2 separate regions of the Oryctolagus cuniculus genome follow, and region 1 is linked to region 2. A link is a contact called in public Hi-C data. All regions are on one chromosome and are shown on one strand. Each heading gives the region's core, a stretch centred on a gene start, on an enhancer-like site or on the middle of the called end of the contact. The rest is flanking DNA. Distances are from core to core; before and after follow the strand shown. Region 1 holds the start of PLCL1 (phospholipase C like 1 (inactive)). Region 2 holds the start of LOC100351153 (large ribosomal subunit protein mL63).

Region 1 (2,700 bases), core at 178-2,677, 400 kb after region 2:
ACAATCCCCAGATGGAAGGCCGACAGACATAGGAGATGCCAGAGGTTTACAAATCGCCTGCCAAAGGCGAGCGAGCGAGCCTGTGGGGTGGTCCGGGGTGGGGAAGCGTGTTCCCGGGGATGTGGTGGTAACCGCAGCGACCAAGGGCGAAGCCTGGGGTTTGACTGCTTTTCAGTTGTGCTTTCTGCAGTGCAAAAACTAGGCTCTCTCAGTATCCGCCCAAAACTACCTGCATACCGGCAAAGTTCACGCGCCTTGGGATTTCGGGACCGTTCGAGTCTGGAGGGGATTTTTTTTCCCCCTAGAGAGTAAGCTATGCGTTTCCTTTACTGTGCAGGAAACACTAACCCTTCGCCCGAGAGCAGTACACAACCATCCTGAGGGTCTGCATTTATCCTGAGTCCTCCCTGCCCTCCTTCTCTCCACGGCTTAGTGGAGCCTGCAGAGAAAATACGCGAAAGCATCCATCAAACCGCAAAGACGCAGAGAGGAACTTTTTCTCCGCTGTCCGGGGATAAAAGTCACTGCTGACTCTCAAGGCCAAGAGCGGAGTCTGGGAACCTCCGGACGAGGAAGGAAGGTTCGGCGGCGAAGGAGGCGTGAGAAAACAATGCAGAGCCTGCACCGGCTCGGGACATCACACATCCCGCCCAGTACCCGATCCGCCCACCACCCACACCGCGCGCCCGGCGCTCCAGGCGCTGGTCGGCTCCCGTTACCTTGATGATGCTGCTGCGCCGGGGGGTCGCCCGTGCCGCCTCCAGAAGTCCTGCCTCGCTGTCCGCTGGGGCTCCCGCGGCGCCCGGCAGGGCGACCCCGCTGCGACGGTCCCTCAGGCGGCCCCCAGCGGCGGCTGCCGCGGCGTCCACGGAGCCAGGGTCCGGGCCCGCTCGGGGGTCGTCTTCGCTCCCAGCGACGTCCAGCGGCACCAGACCCTCCCTGCTGGCCGCGCCCTCGGCCATGGCCGGTCTCGTTTAGGGCCCCCGAGGAGGAACGGCACTCCCGGCAGCAGCGGCTGGGCACGGGTGCGCTCCTGCCCCGGGAGGCGGCCCCGTCAGACTTTGTTTCACCGGCCGGCGGTAGCAACTTTCCGGAGAGGAGCCATCGCACGACAGAGAGATGTCCTCGGGCGGGGGTCCCGGAGGCCAGCAGTCCGGCGGGGCACAGCAGCGGGGGGTGGGGAGGAGATGTGAGCGGGAAGGAGCTGGAGAGGAGGAAAGCGGAGGGATGTATCCGAAACGTGATGCAAACGCCCGCTCTGCGCCAGACAAAAGGCACCGGGCTCCCGGCCAGGCGGCCTCCGGAGCCGGGACGCGCGCAGCCCTGGAAGGGCCGGAACCCGGCGACTCGGGCGGGTGCACCCGCCACCTGCCCGCCGACCGCGGCGCGGCGGCCCCAAGAAGCGCGGCGGCGGCCTCCACTCCGCTCTGTTGTGACAAGGAGGAAGACTTGTTTTGACAGCCCGTGGGGATTGGCAGGCGTGTGGGCCTCTCAGGAGCCTCGCCTCGCCGAGGGGTCCGGCGCGACCAATCCTCACTGCGGAGGGGTGTGCCGCAGCGCCAAGAATGGGGCGCGCTCGGCTGCCGCGAGCCGGCCCCGCGCGGCTCGGGCCCTCGGTGCCGCGCGCGCCTGTGCGCCCCCGCAGGCGCCCCGCAGTATTTTAGGAAGTTCAGACCTCGAAGAGGCAACGAAACCCGGGAGGGGTGGGAGGTGGGGACAAGGAAACCTTTCCCTGCGAAAACAAGGCGGCTTGGAGGAAACGGGGTGTGGCGTACCAATGTCAAATCGCACAGGGTGCCCGAATGAAGCTTCGTTTGGATAGGGGTTCACCACAGGCCAAGCCCATGCAGAGAGAAGCTACGGTTTGCTGGGACCCTGCAGTTCCCTATTCTGCTTCAGGTTCCGTGAAAGTTCACTCCGCAGGGTGAATAAATGTGACCAAGAAAGGGAGTCAGAAAGACGGAAGATATAAGGCAACTGAGCTAACTCAATCCACCTGGAGAACGACTTTAAAAAGCACAGATAAGAGGGAAGTCAGAAAAATAGAAGGTGCGGGGGGGCGGGGAGGGGTTCAGTCCCTGTCTTAAAACGTCCCTATCTGACGATGGTGAAACCTCCTCTCTCTAATCCTATATAAGCATACTTTGCTCCCTTCCCGCAAGCTAGTGCCCAAGAATAGAGAGATCCTCCCATGACACATTAAACCGCTGAAATTAGCCACAGAATGCTCAGGTGCAAAGCAAGGCTCTAAGGCGCTCTGGCAGAAGGGAAGACTTGGCGTTTTAATTTAGAGGCGTTTTTGAGAGTAGAATCTATGTTAAACCTCACATAACGTTAAATGTATTTTAATTATTAGTATGTTAAGACTTTGTTTCTCAGTCTGGCCAAGAGGGTAAGAAATTCTTCAGCCTTTTAGATCCGAACATTGTTAAAATATCTGATTTTTACAGATGCCTAATGATTTAAGGATCGTCTCGAGCTGCCTTTTTATTTTATGGAAGAGAAAGCCCCAGCCAGCTTGTCCACAGGTGACTGCAAGAGCTGAAATTAGAATCTGCCTCCCAGCTCCTCCAGCGATCTCTTCACCACTCCACCTGGCTCCTCTGGGGTTGTAAACAGCCAGAACTGGATTGGGCCGTTGGAAAGTTTCAGATTTGGCATTTGCCAACTTCTAGGGGAGGCTAAGGAGGTTGGACTTTA
Region 2 (2,700 bases), core at 147-2,646:
ATCTCTCAAATAAATAAAATCTTTTTTTTTTTTTTAAAAAAAAAAAAGAAACTCCTGGCTGCTAGCTTCGGCCTGGCCCAGCCCTGGCTGTCGCAGCCATGGGGAGTGAACCAGAAAATGGAATCTCTCTCTCACTCTCTCCCCGCCTCATCTCTTACTCTGTAACTTTGCCTTTCAAATAAATAAATAAATTTTTTAAAAAACTCAATTATCAAAGTTGTAAAACTGCAAAACAAACCTACCTATTGCATTGAGATGCCCTTAAAAAGAAGTTCTCCAGAACTTAATAAAGAGGTATTAAATTTAAAGTCTGAAATTCCCATGTGTTGTGCCTGTAATACCTTGTTCTCATCCATGTATATGTGACTTGAGAAATACTCCCTTTGCTTTAGGAACTATTGTGGTCTCCTTTATCTATAAAAGCAGACCTGATTCTTAAGTTCTACTTTGTTCACGTATTCATCAAATAAATATTTATTACACACTACATACAAGGCTATGGTTCTCAATCCCATCAAAACCAAGGCACTTTAGAACAAATATTTTATAAGATTCCCTTTATTATTCAAAAATGAAATGTACAGCTAATATAACCTACTTACATGTTATTTAAAATATGGTTCAAAAGAGAAACAAGAAAATGGTCATTTAAGGTAAAATAATTTGTATGGGGGCCGGCACTGTGGTGCAGTAGGCTAAGCCTCTGCCCGTGGTGTCTGCACCGCATATGGGCACCAGTTTCTGACTCGGCTGCTCCTCTTTCTATCCAGCTCTCTGCTGTGGCCTGGGAAATCAGTAGAAGATGGCCCAAGTGCTTGGGCCCCTGCAACTGCATGGGAGTCCTGGAAGAAGCTCCTGGCTCCTGGCTTCACATAGGCTCAGCTCCACCTGTTGCAGCCATTTGGGGAGTGAACCAGTGGATAGAAGACCTTTTTCTCTGTCTCTCCCTTTCTCTGTCTATAATTGTACCACTCAAACATATAAATAAAATCTAAAAAAAGTATAAATGACCAAGGAGGCACATCAGAAACCCTAATAAAGTCAGCAAATGCCTGCACTATGCCCCCAGGCTGGTTTCCTAGGATACAACAGTAAGTTGTAAGACTTACAGTAAGACACTATCATTGTCCCCAAAGAAATTAAGTCTAGTGAATGCAGAGGCATCTGTCAATTAATCACAAAAATACAGGTAAAGCTAGTCACCAGTTGTCTGAAGTGCTGAGGGAAAGAGTGTACTGCTGTGAGGACTGTGGTCTGGGGAGAGGAGCTGAGAAAGTGACAGTGCAGCACTCTGCGAATGTGCAATGTGGAGGATGGGCAGGCATCTTCATTGCTTTCTTGGTATCTTACTGTCAATGAAACACAATACAGAGTTCTGGAGAACGCGGCAGGCAGCATGTTCCTCACCGCGCTGCTCCGCGCAATCGCATTCCGGGCCGGCAGTGGAGCGGGAAGCACTGGCGGCCACCGCAGGTGTCCGTGTTTGCGAAGCATAACATGATCCGTCGGCTGGAGATCGAGGCCGAGAACCACTACTGGCTGAGCATGCCCTCCATGAGCGCCGAGCAGGAGTACGGCCAAGCCGCAGCGCAGGGCCGAGGCCTTCGAGGCCTTGAAGGTGGCCAGGACCTCCAAGTTCCCCACCCCGCCCCGCACAGGTTCGTTGCAGACCAGCTCGACCATCTCAGTGTCACCAAGAAGTGGTCCTAACCCTGAGCCTTCGCCCTTGGGTTTGATGGATCACCGGACCGTCCTGTCTGTGTGGTGCCGGGACTGAAAAGCTCCGAGAAGAAGCAGGAGGCTTTGGACCAGAGCACAATGAGCCGGGTATGCGTTGTCTGGGGCTTAAACTCCCAAAGCACTGTCCAGTTGTGTTCACATTTCAGTCTGCTAGGAAGATACCTGGGATTTCCTGAGCCACAGATAAGATAAAATGTATTTTGAAAGTTGTAATAAAGCTGCAAACCCGATTTGGGGGTCTTTGCTAAAAAAAAAAAAAAAAAAAAAAAAAAAAAAAAAAAAAAAGACAGACAATACAAGAAGGTTCCTTTGATGCTTGCCCCGAGTCTTCAATCCTGGAGTCGTACAGACAGAAACAGAGATGGTGTGACAGAGTGTTCTGGAAAGAGGCTGCCTATATGGCACAGCACCAAAATTGCCTCCTGCATCCCATTTTTCTCTATTTATAATTTCTTTTGTTTCCTTAATATCTATACCTCAAGGAAATGCTTGGAGTAGAAAACTTATAATAAAGTGTCACTTAATAACTATCATTTAGGCCTGAGAAATAAGAGTGCTTAACAATTTTTCAAAATTTTTGAAATATCTGAAGGACAGCTAAGCAGTTTTTATAACTTTACAGATAAAAAAGAACCAAGAAAGCCAAATAAATATATTGCCCAGGTTCATACAGAAAATGATTGTGAAGGAAGTAACTACTAATGCCTGCTTCCCAGGCCAAGAGATGTTCTTTCATCATCATATTGTTTTCTTTTATATTAGGACATATTAGATGATATATCACACACATCATCCAATAGAACTTAAAAATACAAAGAAGGAAAGCCAGCTTCAGATCACTATGGCTTGTAACAGAAAAAAATTCTCTGATAGAATCCCATGATTGCTCTAGGAATAAATTGCTAGCTTCATGCTGATACTTTCATTTCTGGTATTTGTCATCAATGTAGGTGCAGAATT

What was found. A called contact is a pair of places that touch in the nucleus more often than the background predicts.
Region 1: a Hi-C map of liver shows a contact between it and region 2, with 5 times the contacts expected there. The contact joins the promoter of PLCL1 here to the promoter of LOC100351153 in region 2. A contact is called at or near these places in 6 of 6 Hi-C or Micro-C datasets (ear pinna, embryonic fibroblasts, liver and 3 more).

Annotation. Positions count from the first base shown.
Region 1 is chr3:42,478,746-42,481,445 of mOryCun1.1, forward strand. PLCL1 (phospholipase C like 1 (inactive)) reads right to left here and starts at 1,428. Exons shown (of 6, transcript XM_002712372.5): 1 at 720-1,428. The coding sequence starts at 962.
Region 2 is chr3:42,081,991-42,084,690 of mOryCun1.1, forward strand. LOC100351153 (large ribosomal subunit protein mL63) reads left to right here and starts at 1,397. Exons shown (of 4, transcript XM_008258886.3): 1 at 1,397-1,415; 2 at 1,418-1,586; 3 at 1,588-1,642; 4 at 1,645-1,710. The coding sequence starts at 1,397. The coding sequence ends at 1,710. All of the region lies in intron 5 of PLCL1 (phospholipase C like 1 (inactive)), which reads right to left.